2 separate regions of the Mus musculus genome follow, and region 1 is linked to region 2. The links are chromatin contacts, called in public ChIA-PET maps. All regions are on one chromosome and are shown on one strand. The core of a region is the stretch at or near the end of the contact, and the rest is flanking DNA. Distances in the headings are between cores, read along the strand shown. Region 1 has its middle 12 kb from the start of Tmem156. Region 2 has its middle 38 kb from the start of Gm26761.

The links. ChIA-PET counts read pairs in DNA pulled down with a chosen protein or histone mark.
Region 1: an RNA polymerase II ChIA-PET map of memory CD8 T cells shows a contact between it and region 2, with 10 read pairs. The contact joins two enhancer-like sites. A contact is called at or near these places in 1 of 115 datasets of contacts at active chromatin or transcription factors (memory CD8 T cells) and 1 of 9 other capture datasets (adipose tissue).

Annotation. Positions count from the first base shown.
Region 1 is chr5:65,099,928-65,106,951 of GRCm38.p6, reverse strand. No RefSeq gene overlaps it. Among named protein-coding and RNA genes, the nearest start is that of Tmem156, 12 kb to the right of the region's middle. Within about 2 kb of position 4,076, at least 106 of the 459 cell types and tissues checked have an H3K27ac peak or open chromatin away from gene starts, as enhancers often do. A contact at or near this core is called in memory CD8 T cells, where this site is marked.
Region 2 is chr5:64,657,896-64,664,527 of GRCm38.p6, reverse strand. No RefSeq gene overlaps it. Among named protein-coding and RNA genes, the nearest start is that of Gm26761, 38 kb to the left of the region's middle. Within about 2 kb of position 2,292, at least 49 of the 459 cell types and tissues checked have an H3K27ac peak or open chromatin away from gene starts, as enhancers often do. A contact at or near this core is called in memory CD8 T cells, where this site is marked.

The sequences.
Region 1 (7,024 bases), core at 2,827-5,326, 440 kb before region 2:
AAACATCTATGACCCCTAGGTAGAAGGAAGGAAGGAGGGTCTCCAGTGCTTTCTTCCGTGAGTCAGTCATATGTGGGTGAGGGGCCTAGCTGAACTTGGTTCTTAAAGTAATTCATGTATTCAGTGTGTGTGTGTGTGTGTGTGTGTTTGTGTGTACACTTGGTGCTTGCGATTTTTACATGGCTGTCCCTCTTCCGTGGTGGTGAACTGTGGCTATTGCCCCAAAATATCATTTGCCCACCAAGGAGGTCTTCAATATGTCTTCATAATAAAAACCCAGTGGGAAGTAGTTGTCCTAAAGACTAATAGTGGAATAATATAACCTAATTGTGGTTAAGCTTGGCTTAGTTGGGAGATCTGTTTAAGGATGTTTGTGAACTGAGGAAATGTTTCGGAAAAAGCAACAATGCAACACTCTGAAGCACGGACAATTCCAAGAGAAAGAGATAGAATCACTTAAGGCTGTTACAATCGGGAGATAGATACATCAAGATACATACAAACCTATGGCGCTGTCTAGGATCGCAAAGCACAAGATAGCTTTTATCAGGGGCAGTGGAACAGGCACTCCACATGCAGTGACACCTACACACGAAACCCCATTGTCTTTAATTATAGAACGCAATGTATATAAACCCACAGCCTGCGTTTGTGGAATTTGGAACTACTCTGAGGGTTGATTCTTGTTTTCAGCCTCAGTGTTTGTGTACTTTAACAGTGAATCGGATACAACAAAGAAAGCGGACCCCAATTTAGGACAGGCACCCTCACATCCCACTTCTTCTCCCGTGCTACTTGTTCTATGCTGGAGTCTTTCTCACTAGACTTTCTAGCTGATTCTGATTTTCATTTTTTCTTTTTTTTTTTTTTTTTTTTTTTGGTTTTCCGAGACAGGGTTTCTCTACATAGCCCTGGCTGTCCTGGAACTCACTTTGTAGACCAGGCTGGGCTCGAACTCAGAAATCTGCCTGCCTCTGCCTCCCAAGTGCTGGGATTAAAGGCGTGCGCCACCACGCCCGGCTTGATTCTGATTTTCTAATTATTAGTTCCATCACTCCAGCAAAAGCCATCCACACATCCTTTGCAGTCATGATCACTAACACTAGCCTGGCTGGGCTACTCTCACTTGCTCTTTTAGCTGTCCCCAACACATTCTCTGTGTGTCCACACACCAAGGGTCCCTTATGTGGCATGCTGTTAGCCCTTCACACAGCTGGCTGGCTCCTTCTTCCTTGTCACCTATGGATGTCTTCAGTCCTTGTTCAGTACCTCACTTTTCAGCACTAAGCACTCAGTGCCTTCCATCTCTGGTTCCCTAAGCTCATTTGAATGTAAGTCCTGTGAGCTAGAACGTTGCTTATTTAGAACGCTGCTACATCTCTCTGTCTGTTGTTTACCATGTTCATCACAGAGAAGGTGCGTAACAACTATGTTTTTAGTAGAAGAATGAGTCCACACTGGAGAAATAGCTTATATCCCTTTTTATAACTATCGGAGACTTATGACCTGCCTAGGTAATAAGATTGTAGTATCTGGGCCAGGCGTGGTGGCGCATGCCTTTAATCCCAGCATTGGGGAGGCAGAGGCAGGTGGATTTCTGAGTTCCAGGCTAGCCTGGTCTACAGAGTGAGTTCCAGCACAGCCAGGGCTATACAGAGAAACCCTGTCTCAAAAAAAACAAATATTGTAGTATCTGACTTGGTTGTCATACTTTTCTAGTTTTTCTCATAGTAACCCTGAAGAACAATATGGAGTTAAAACTGCAAAACTGAAGTGCAGTGGTTATGAGATGGAAAGAACAGTGAAAACAATGTCATTCCACAGAATCAGAAAGCAGCGATAGATCAATAAAAGCCCAGATATTTGTCCCTGAAATAAAACCATATAAGAACGACTAGAAGTGGAATAGTTGAACTTAGAATCTTATTGCTGATAACTGAGACAATGTTAATGCAGTGTCCTTTGTAAGTGCTCAAAACATTTTAGTCGATAATAATTATAAAATTGAGGTTAATTGTTGATGCTCAAAAAAAAAATGACTCCAAATGAAAACCTCAAAAGCAATCTCAGAGATGGACAGGTTTTTTTTCCTAGTCAAAGCAGTTCCATGAAGATACAGAAATGCTAAGACACACATTCTACCAAGGTCTCAAACTTGGGAGGAAGAACTGGCCCAGCAAGCTGGCTCAAGGAAGTAGAAGGCCTTCCTTTGCATGAAGGCCTCATGGTCCACGTAGGTTCTTCAGAGGCCATGGTAAAGGGGACTGACTACTTCAGACTGCTCTCCGACTGCATCCATAGGTGCACTATGGCACACATAGCCACACAAATAAGTAATTAGTTAATTAATTAAAAGAGCTGAGTGTGATGGCACACACCTGTGACCCCAGAGCTTGGAAGACAGAGATGGGTGACTCTCTGAGATTGAGGCCAGCACAGTCTGCCTATGGAGTTCCAGGTCAGCCTTGCTGGAGGAAGTATGTCGCTTGGGACAGCCTTTGAGAACTTAAAGCCTCACCCCCACATCACTTTTGCTCTCTGCCAGCTTTTGAAGGTGCCTGCCACCATGCTTGCCCTGTCATTATGGACTCTCTCTCTGTAGTGTAAGACGAAATAAACTCTCCCTTCTTTAAGTTGCTTTGTTCATGGTGTCTCATCACAGCAACAGAAAAGTAACTGAGGCAATGTGGTAAGAGCATGGTCCTGCCTTTCGTGTGAGAGTCATGGAGCCTGCCCCCGGCACAGGGAAAGCTAAGGCCCCTTTGTTCTCTAGACCATGTGGCCAGCAGATAGGGCATAGTTTCCTGTCAACTCATAGAGCATCATGATTTGACCTCAGGCCCGTGAGCATGAGCTCTGTCTCCTGGGAAGACTCATTCTTTACATGTGGAAGGAAGGTACTTTCCTCTCCTTCAGACCCTTACAGAACATTTACCTCACAGCTGCTCCACACAGACATGGGAAGCAGTATGCATTCTTTTACACACCTATTTCCATTGGCCATCTGTAAGTAGATCCCTTCTTCGAGACCACACTTTCTGACTTGGAGGTGGGGCTACCCGACCCTGTTGACTGCTGTTTTTATGTTTCACCACAGCATGGCTTAAGACCCCTCGTGGTCTAACAAGCTGCTGCTTGCCACTCTAGCACTGTGCCCATTCTGAACCGTTTGCTTTGTCTATACCCCATTATTTTTTCCCACAGTCAGGCCTTTGAATCTGCACACACACACACACACACACACACACACACACACACACACTTTTCTGATATTTGCTGAATCTGGGCCTCTCAAAGCTTGCTGTGTTCTTCCTACATCTCCCACCCATAGTGCCCAGGGCACCTTTCTCTCTGTTGTGGTATGTTCTGGCTATGAATATGGGTTTACTTGCCTGGCTCTCTGACTGGTGGAGAATGTCTGCTACAGGAATTCATAAATATTTTATAAATGAATGAATGAAAAATACCCTTGTCCTATAAACCATTGAGAAATAAAATAGCCACTCTGTTGAATAGAATAGCCCCACCCTGAGCATTGCAACACATACAAACAGAAACTTTCTTCTATTTTACAGTATTATACCACAAGTTTCATGAAATTTTAGAAGACTTTAATTATTCCATCATCTTACAAGAATGAGGAGATGAACAGGAAGTGCTTGTGTTTGTTTTCCTGTATTATGATAAGCAGCCTAACATCTCAATATGCTTGTTATACACTGCTAAAAAAAATAAATAACTGTTGCGTGCCTACTGATTAGTCGTTTCGTAATTTAAAGACTGTTCCAGCTCTGTGTTTGATATATCATTTCCTGATGGCTGTTTAATAACGGAAAAGAACAACCCACTTTGGTTTCTGCTCTCATGTTCTCTGAGAGCAAGCTCATAGCCACACTTTGTATGAATGTTTACAGATTTGCTGCTGTGAGTGCCAATGGTCGGCCTGCCTCGGATGTATCCATCAGCACCTGTCGATCATATGGGGTGATCCACAGCCCGGGAGACACCACACTGCTCGTTATGGAAAAGAGAGTGAACAATGAATCAGAGCCACACAAACCCCACACTGCTCGTTGGTTTTCACGCTTCCTCTTTCACCCCCCCCCCCAGTCTTGTTCAACTTTTAAGCACACACGCACCCTCTGCCTTCACACTTGCTTCTGTGTTCAGTGTCTATTCTTGGCACAGAGCACTTGGGGAAAGATTCTGGCTGTTTAATAAGCAGCTGACCTGAGCTACAAAGACATCAGGAAGATGGCACAGTGCAGTCAGATACCAATCTACACGATACCGGGGAGAGAGGGAACAAAGGCCTCTCATACTCTGGGCCAACCCCAAGGAAGTCAAGAAATGCTGTTAATAAGATACAGAAAGCCTCACTTGCTGCAGTCAAGCTTTTGTTTTGGATGCTTTGAAGTCTCAGCCTGCATCTATGGGAATCTCATCTTTTCAGACTGAGCCATTAATGTTTTATGTTATCAAACAATCGAAGGTTGCTATGTTGCTCTAGTGTTGTGAAGGATGTCTTGATCATGTATTTCCACTTCTATATGCACATATCTAAGATAAGGCACTTCCATATCAAAGGAGTTACCCAAAGCTTTGTGGCCAGAGGCTGGAATACCTCAGAGACCCAGGGAACTCATTACAGGCCGGTTGTCCCTTCTGAGGGCGCTAGCTGAGAAGGCAAGAAAGCAGTTTCAACAGGTTCATTCCTGCACAGGCTGCTTATCTTAGTACTGCAGGGTTTGTTAGTTAAAACAAGTCCTTCCTTCCAGCCATAGGTGACTTGGGTGGGGGTGGCAGTGGCTGCAAAGTAGCTGGTAGTATGTGGACTGGATATAAGCTTCCCTCTGAGGAAGCTTAAATAAGCAGGCCTGGGGTGGCTGCCCAGTTCTGAGCATCCTCAGTCCAGTGCTGGCAGATCAAACCAGATTTCCCCCTCTGAGGAAGAAATAGATGGGGTGACGCTCACCTGTGACCTGAGACAGGCCCAGTACCTTTCCTGGTTCTCTAAGGAGCTGGTTCTAAGAGCTGCTTATACTTCTAAGGCTGGCCAGCTGCCTCACCCCACCACGGAAGGGGGATATCCAGTGTGCCCTTGTGCTTTGCCACAACCTTGCTGCAACCACGGGATGTGATGAAACATGTCGGTTGTCTCCTGGTAGCCTCCTCTGAGGTTCTGAGTTTCTGGTCAGTGCTGTTTGAGCTGCCCGGGGGATATATGCCAGCGTTGGGAACAACATTATAGCTCCTTTCTCAATAACCTCCATTTCTAAAATAGCAAAGAGACTGCACTAAGGAAGGGAAAGACTGTGGAGGGAGAATGTTGTAATAATTTACATATAGTACAAAGCTACTCTTTCTAGTATATAGCTCCAGAATTTTAACTAATATACAGTTGCCACAAAACCCAACGTAGTCATGGAACATCTCTGTGCTCTAACAATTCCCTCGTGTCTGTCTCTATGTTGTCTATCTCTAGCCTGTGGCAACCACTTATCTATTTTCTGTCCCTGTGGTTTAAGCCTTGTCCCACGTGGCATGGCAATGGGACCATAACAAGGCTCTCTTAGCATCCTCACATAGCCAGTTTGTGCCCAGCCCATTCATTCAGAGCACGGACCATTGCCTGACAATAAGTTATTTTCATTATCTACTTGATTTCTCTTTCATTTGAGTGTCCACTTGCACTAGGAAGTGAGACAGGGATTTTTGCCTGTCTGCTACCGATTCTCCAAGGTTCACGAAGCAACCTAAGTGTTCAGTAAATATTTGTTGGATGACACGCTATGTGAATGAAGAGATTGGGGAATCCTGGGACCCTCCCCCCCAGTGGGGGGGGGGCTCAAACAGACCTTGTTAAGAAGAGATAATTTTCCTTACAAAATGTGTTAATTGAAGGATTTGTCTGTTGCCTTGTAGGTTGGCTACCGGAGAGTAATACAATCAAGAGACACCATGCTGTTGAATGGTTTCTTCAAATTCACCTGGATGGTGAGATTACCCAGAACAGAACTGGCCTGAGGTGAGGAAAGCCTTCTGGGGTTGTTGCAGGCACTGGATGACTTAATGGGCATGAAGTGTTTACTGCAGTGGTTTTCATCTGGGAACCGTTTTGTTCCCCCAGGGGCTATGGCAATGTCTGTAGACATTTTTGTTGTCAAAAGTAGGACAGAGAGGACAGCTACTGGAATCTGCTGAAGATCACAGAATGTGCAGTATGGTGCTCCATGACAAAGAATTATCGCAGAATGTGTAGCCAGGCTTGAAGTAAGGGGTGCATTTGCATTTGATGATGATATTATTATTAATTATTATTACATCATTATTGGTAGTAGTAGTAACAGTAGAAATATCCCCCACCGTGTGTGTGTGTGTGTGTGTGTGTGTGTGTGTGTGAGATGTACATGTAAGATGTGTGCAGATGTTGGACTACAACAGAGATTCTGGAATACCACAGAGCCTCCCAGAGCTCTCAGAGTTACAGACAGTTGCGAGCTGCACAATATGGGAGCTGGGAATCAAACTCTAATCCTTTGGAGGAGGGAATACATGCTTTTAATGGCTGAGCCATCTTTCCATCCCTGTGCTAACGTTATTTACAAATGACCCTTCCTAACAAACCCTCTCACCCAGGCTGGCAGTGAAGCTGTGCATAAAGTCTCAAGTCAGACTCTTTACGTTTGAAGCTCAGCGTGAGCCTTGGCAGCGTGCTCTGGAGCAAGTTACGTGACTTTTCTATACGTCTCTGCCTATGAAAGGGGATTAATTAGAGTAATTGCCTCAGGGAGCTGCCAGGGAGTCGAACGCAGTAGTCCATACAGAGCACACCACTGCGGTAGTACGTAGTAAATGGTCAATAAGCCTCATTGATTACTTTTTTGTCTCTGATACCAAAAAAGATCTTCCCACAGGATATAACGAAGGAATTAAGAAAAGTTTCCACTAGGGAGGAGAAATAGAAAATATTGCTCATATAAAGTATACACTGGCATTAATTTCACATAATGATAGATAACTA
Region 2 (6,632 bases), core at 1,043-3,542:
TCTATCAAGTTGTCCAAACCACACCTGTCTTTCATTTTAATCTACTTATATTAGATAAAATTATGATGGTTCAACTTAAATCTGCCATTCTAATAGTTATCCCTTGCTTTAAAAACTTCTTAATTCTCATTTTCAGCTGGAATTGACACTATGTGTGTATGTATGTATGTATGTATGTATGTATGTTTGTTTCATCCCAACTGCAACTTCCTTCCCTACTCTCCTCCCATCCCTCTCTCCCTGCCCTCTTCCCTTCCTCCCCACTCCATCCCCCTCCCTTTCTCTTCAGAAAAGGGCAGGTCTCCCATGGATATCAACCAGCCATGGCACATCAAGTCGCAGTAAGACTAGGAACCTCCTCTCCTATTAAGTCTAGAAGAGGCAACCCAATAGGAGGAAAGGGTGCCAAAGGCAGGCAACATAGTCAGAGACAGCTTCTGTTCCCATTGTTAGGAGTCCCAAAAAAAGACCAAGTTACACAATACAACATACTTGCAGAGGGCCCAGGTCTGTCCCATGCAGGCTCCCTTGTTGGCAGCTTGGTGAATTGCCAACCTTTTAACTGGTTGCTCTTTTGAACCTTTTGAACGATGCCTCTTTGTGTCATGCTTTAGGAGTCAGTCTAGGACTTAGGATCCCTGTGTTCAAGTCAAATATGTCTCTGCAAACAATGACAGCCAGGGCTTAACAATTACATGGTATCTAGCACAGCCCACCCAATGGCACATCTCCTGTTGGGCTGACAGAGTGGGTTGTTTGGGAGTGGGATTCTGATGTCACCCAGTCTCATGTGTGTCTTGGAAGGAGCTCTGATATAACTTTGATCAGATTCAAGTCACTGTCCGAGTTATATAGGTCTGAGACAAAAGGTTTCCCCGAGGCAAGTGTTGCAGCTCTAAAGGAAAGGCTTCCTCAGTGCAAGAGAGATCTAACTCAGCCCTGCTTTTCTCTAGATACAGTCTCTCTCTTAGCTGCCTCATTGTGCCCCAGGCTTCTGTGTGCTCCCCTGCCACCATGTGTTCCCTAACTAGACCTTTAGCAATCACCTTCCATGGTTTATAAATTGAGCAATAGAAGTTAAATATTTTATGTTAGTTAAATATAAATTTATAAGTGACAAATGTGTGTATTTGTGTGTGTGTTAAAATACCAGTCTTTTGTTTCTAGATGTTGTTGTATGTCCATAGATGGGTATCATCCCATTGAGAACCACTGGGTGAATCCATCTTTCCTTATTGGATGATTAGAAAAATAGTAAAAGATGGGCAGAGGGGGAAGAAATGGGACTTCTATAGACTTGTAAAGGAACTGGAGAGTTGATAGTTTTGAAGAATGAATCCAGTATATAATCTCAGAGAACATACACCCATGATAGGAAGAAGGGCTGCGGAGGGAATCAGCAGATAGCCAAGGCCTTGAATGAAGATATGGAACCTGGATTTGGCAAAGGACAATTTGTGGGAGTTAGTTCTCTTCTTCTACCAAATGCATCCCAGGAATCAACTTACCATCAGCTACCATAGTTAGCCATACCTGACTTGGACACAGAAGCTTCAAATATCTTTCTTTCTCCAGTAATTAAAATACATCAAGAGGAGCCAGCAAATGAGCAGTGGAATGAGATGCTTTCTGACATATGTTCATATATATTCATATATTTAAAGAAAAACAACACCTTAACTCGAGGAAAGTACCTCACAGTGGGAATTTCAGGTCGTGGATACCCTTGCAACCACACCCACGAAGCAACAGCCTGTTCGATTGGTGTGTTTCAGCCTGGTCTAATTATAGCAATTATGACAAATGGCTTTGATGCTTGAGGCTGAAACGGGAACTAATACTTCCTAATGAGGCCGGGTTACATTTGCATGAAAGCAGAGGTGGTCCACAGAGCTACAAGCTGTCGGAGGGAGCCACAGTGCTAGAGCTTTTGACACCTCAAGCCTTGATCTTAGCAAGAGAACTGAAACTACCCTGTCTTTCATCTCTAGTCTGGTTAGAAGATCAAGCCAATATGTTTTCTGAGAGCTATTGATTTTTTTTCTTTTTTAAAAGTAATTATAGAAACTGTCTTGGAATCATTTAGTTTTATATGTAAGAACTGCAAAGGCACAGGGGTGGGAAGGTTATCCAGCAAACAAAGACCTTGGAATCTGGGGACTATGGAGGAAATACTTACAGACAGAGGCTTCCTAGAAATAAAATTACTAACGAGCAACTCAAACTGTGATCGTCTCCCCAAGGGACTGGTGAGGTGACCCCACCAGAAAGCTCCAACTTTCCACTCCCTACTTTCAATTTCTTCTCACTCCCACACCCTCCTTGTTATCTGAATCGATGGGGGGAAGTTGTAGGTACGACCTGAATCCTTCCTGATTTGAGTCAAATGAGAAAAAAAAAGTACAGAAAGGAGATATGGTCTTGAGAACAAAGGGAAACTGACTAAATGTGAGATCTTCAGGCACGGGGCGGAGTTGGGAGCATGCATTTTTAACCTGGTGATGCTGACAGTTCCTGGAGACAAAAGGTAGCAGAGCTTTGCTCCCAGCCAGGAAATCAATTGGGCATGGTTCCTGTGTCTCCTTGTGAAGCCATCACCTTGGATTTTTACTTGGGTGGCTCCCTGCTGAGAAGCATGTCACACAATTAACTCTTGCAGGGTTTAAAAGTATTTCCAACAATAGAAAAAGCGGTGGTAGTAAAATAGAGTTTTGTTTTGTTTTGTTTTGTTTTGTTTTCTTTCGAGACTATTACATCTATCTATCATCTATTACAAGCTGGCCTTAGATGTAGCAGAGGAGGACCCCGAACTTCTCTTCTCTTGTCTTCACCTTTGGAGTGATTGGGATTACATGACCACCACATCCAACTTATGGTGCTATCTATCAACCAAGAATTCCATGCAAAATGGACAAGCTCTCGACCAGCTAAGCTGGGTCTCCAGCCCTGGAGCTGGAAGATTCTAAGGTGCAAAATTTATGAACAGCGATCTGTTTATCTGAAGCCTGAGAGGATAAAACTTCATTAGCTGGTGGAGGATATGTGTTTATTTAATTTTATATTGTTTCCTCAGGGTTAGATGACATGAGACAGGATACGTTTTAACAAAGGCTTTCCTATCTAAGTCTCTTCTTTCTACTCATTACTTCCAATGTGATTGCAATATGATGTAATTTTTAACCAGTTGAGTTCTAGTCTAAGCATCTTTTTTGCACCTCAGAAAGAGGTTGTCTTTCAGCATTGCGTTAACAATGCAGCACTCGAAGTTAGATGGAGAATACGTCCTTAAGCCGTCTGATGTTGATTGATTTGGGCCCAAGAGAGTATGACTGCTGACATATTTGTTGACAATAATAACATGCCTACGAAAAAGTGATGTCCTTTGACAGTTATTAATAAAAAAGTAAACCTGATACAAACTGGACTTGGGAAGACTGCAGTAAATGTCAGCAAGCATTTTTACAATTAATGACAGGTATATTTTCCATATTAGTGCTACTGGTCAGAAGAGCAGCCATTGTTTAAGCTAGAGAATGAAACCTCAAATACCTACATGGAGTTGGCCTATAACTGACTAATCATTGGTAGAAGTCAGCTAGGTCAGGATGATAATTGAAGATAGAAACATCCAGGGAAGTGGCAGGATTAGATGACCAAGTTTTTCCTTTGGTATTATTTGTTTTGAATCAGGGTCTCACTATGTGTCCTAGGCTGGCCTTGAACTTAGAATTCTCCTGCTTCACATATTAATTGTTTCCAACTTGGAAGACTGTCATATGGAGGCTAGAAGGCACTCTGTGCCTATTTAACGGCTCCTGTGATCTGAATTCCCAGGGGTTTTATTTGGGACTGCTTTGTTGGACTATTTGGAAAGCCTAGATACCAGTGATGATGATGGTTAACATTTACAGAACATTCACTCCAGTGACCTATGTATATCCACCTACAGACTCTTCAAATAGACCTGTGGTATGCCCCCCCCATTTTATAGATGAGAAGACTGAGGCAAACAATTATAAATATATTGATTACTAGCTCATGGTAGAGCCAGGGCTAGCAGTGTGTTCCTCTTCATATGGTGCATACCAGAAAAGATGGGTAGGGACATCACTAAGCAAAGGGACACACATCAAGTAAACCAGGCTTGTAGAAGATAGGATCTTAAGAATTTACAGAAATAAAGGGTTAGGTATAGTATATGGGAGAGTGTGTTACACCCTATGTGGTAGGGGTTCAGACTGTTAGGAGGCATCAAGAAGCAAAGTAGTTCAGGGGATTGAGTGGTATGCGAGTTGTACTATAAAGCCCAAGAGAGTCTACCTATCTGAAAGCTCTGGTCATAGGGGTAGGTGGCCAAGGTTTCTACAACTTATTTTATTTTTTGCCTTATGCAGAAAATTCTTATCCTGTGTGGTACCAGGCAGCCACGCAGGCAGGAGATACTGTGGCATCAGACCAAAGGGAGAGCCATCCCTGGCCTTTGGGTCTGGAGACTCTCTGCATGATGCTGTCTCAGTAAGTTCCAGTCACTTCTGTAAGACTTGTCCTCCACCAGTCTCTGTTGGAACTTAGGTTTCTGCAAGAGTTCCAGATGTAGCCACCAGCCAAGTGAGTGAGTGATGGTTCTTAGCAGACATAGAAGAGAGAGCCCACAAAGCGGAAGTGTCCCTGTCCATGGAAGGGCAATGAGGAGACAGCAATATAGGAAACACGATATTGTCCTTTCCCATCAGATCACTGTCCTTGCCTACTTATGTCTCATTGTTGTTGTGGTATTGTTATTATATTATTATTATTATTTATTATTGTCACCTTTATTTGGCAACAGTAATACCTTCCTTTTGTCTGATCAGATTCATTCCCCACCATTCTTTTCTATGTCCTGGGAGAGTGGTTGTAGAGACGGGTGAAGTGGGTTCCTCTTGGCCTCCTCCAGCCTCACTTGTGAGCAGCTAATGGAAAACATCAGCTGAGATCAGGGGGGAGGAAGAGAGAAAGCAGGTGTAATTATTCCCCTATCAGCCTCCGCTGACTCGAAAGTGATCTGTGGCTTTGTTCTCTGTGAAAATCCACAGCTCGTGTCAGGTGGCCTCTCCTGGAGCTATGGTTACAGTCCTGTGTAAGCGCCCACTTCCCCATCCCTTTAGGCCTACAAATGATGAATGTGTTGACAAACTGAACTATAATAAACCCGTTGCAGGACATAAGGTATGGTCAACAAGCTACAGTGCTGAGAATGTTGGAGCAAGACAAAGTATTTCTTGGGATTTGGAGATGTGCTTCACTTTTCTCAGAAGAGAAAAAACAGAAGGAGGTAGAGAAGCAATGAAACGCAGAGAGTCGATCATCTACGGAGTCTCGGTTATGGGGGGATCCATTTGCATGTATCATCTTCCTTTACTCAACCAACAGTGCTGTGAGATCTGTGACTATTCCTACTTTCAGGATTGCAGACCTGACCATGACTATATAGCTAGTAACTATTACTGCTTACATGGCATAGACTAGGTTTTACTAACATACTTCCAGATGGGATGAAAATTGGTGTCACTGTGCTATGTAGCTCCTAAGAGTCAGACAGCCTTCTCTGGCACTCCTGGGCTAGAAGAAAGTACAGGAGCAGGAGGCTGAAATGACAGAGACATTGATTGATGTCAGATGCCAGAGACGTTTCTATTTGGGCAGAGGGTACGAGAGTTGGAAGAGGACAGCATGCCAGAATTGGGAGGCAGGGGGCAGAAGCCCAGGGAAGGAGGGAAGGGGACATAGGATGGGTGTCTGAGTTTTCTGTTTCTCTAACTCAAGGCCACAGCTTGGGTAATGTATAAATAGGGGCTAAACAGCTCATGGTTTTGAAGGCCAGGAGGTGCTGGAGTTTGGTGGTGGCATCTGGTGGTAGAGGGCATCTCTTGGTGGGACACCAGAGTGCTAGCTTTTGTCTCTCTTCATTGCCTAATAAAGCCACTAATACCATCATGGGTACCACCCCCGTGACTTCATCTAATCCCGATTGCCTCCCAAAGGTGTCTAAATGACATTGACATTCAGATAAGGTTTTAAATATGTGACCATTTGAGGTTCACATTCAAGTGGTAACAGCTGGCAGTCACCAAATATTAACCCAGCTGCAACATACTTCAAGCTTTCTCTAGTCACACTCTGCTTGCATTCAACTGCATCAGAAAAATAAAAGGCTGAGCCTTCATGTGCTTTTGTGTTACAGGAACCATTTGTGTGATATGGGCATCATAGATTTTCTTGGATACCCAGGATTGCCACACAAACTTTGTTTATAAGAGCTTTCTACAGAGGGGGTTCTTCTGTCAGGAAGTGATTGCTCTGTAGAGTCAAGTGTCAAGAACTGGTCTTGGGTCTTGAAGATGAGGTCGCAAACCTCTCACACTGTTTCTGATGATAGCATTTGATCTTGTAACTCTGTAGTAGAGAAGAGCAGTGGTTTGGAACTGGGTAACAGCAGGTCACAATGCTAGCTCATCCATTATGGTTTGAAGGTTCATGTGTTGAACACTCGACCCCAGTTGTTGATGCTGTTTTGGGAGGCTGTAGAATCTGCAGGACGTGGAGTGACATTGGTGAAGGAGATGATTGGCAGTGGCCTTCAGGTTTCACTA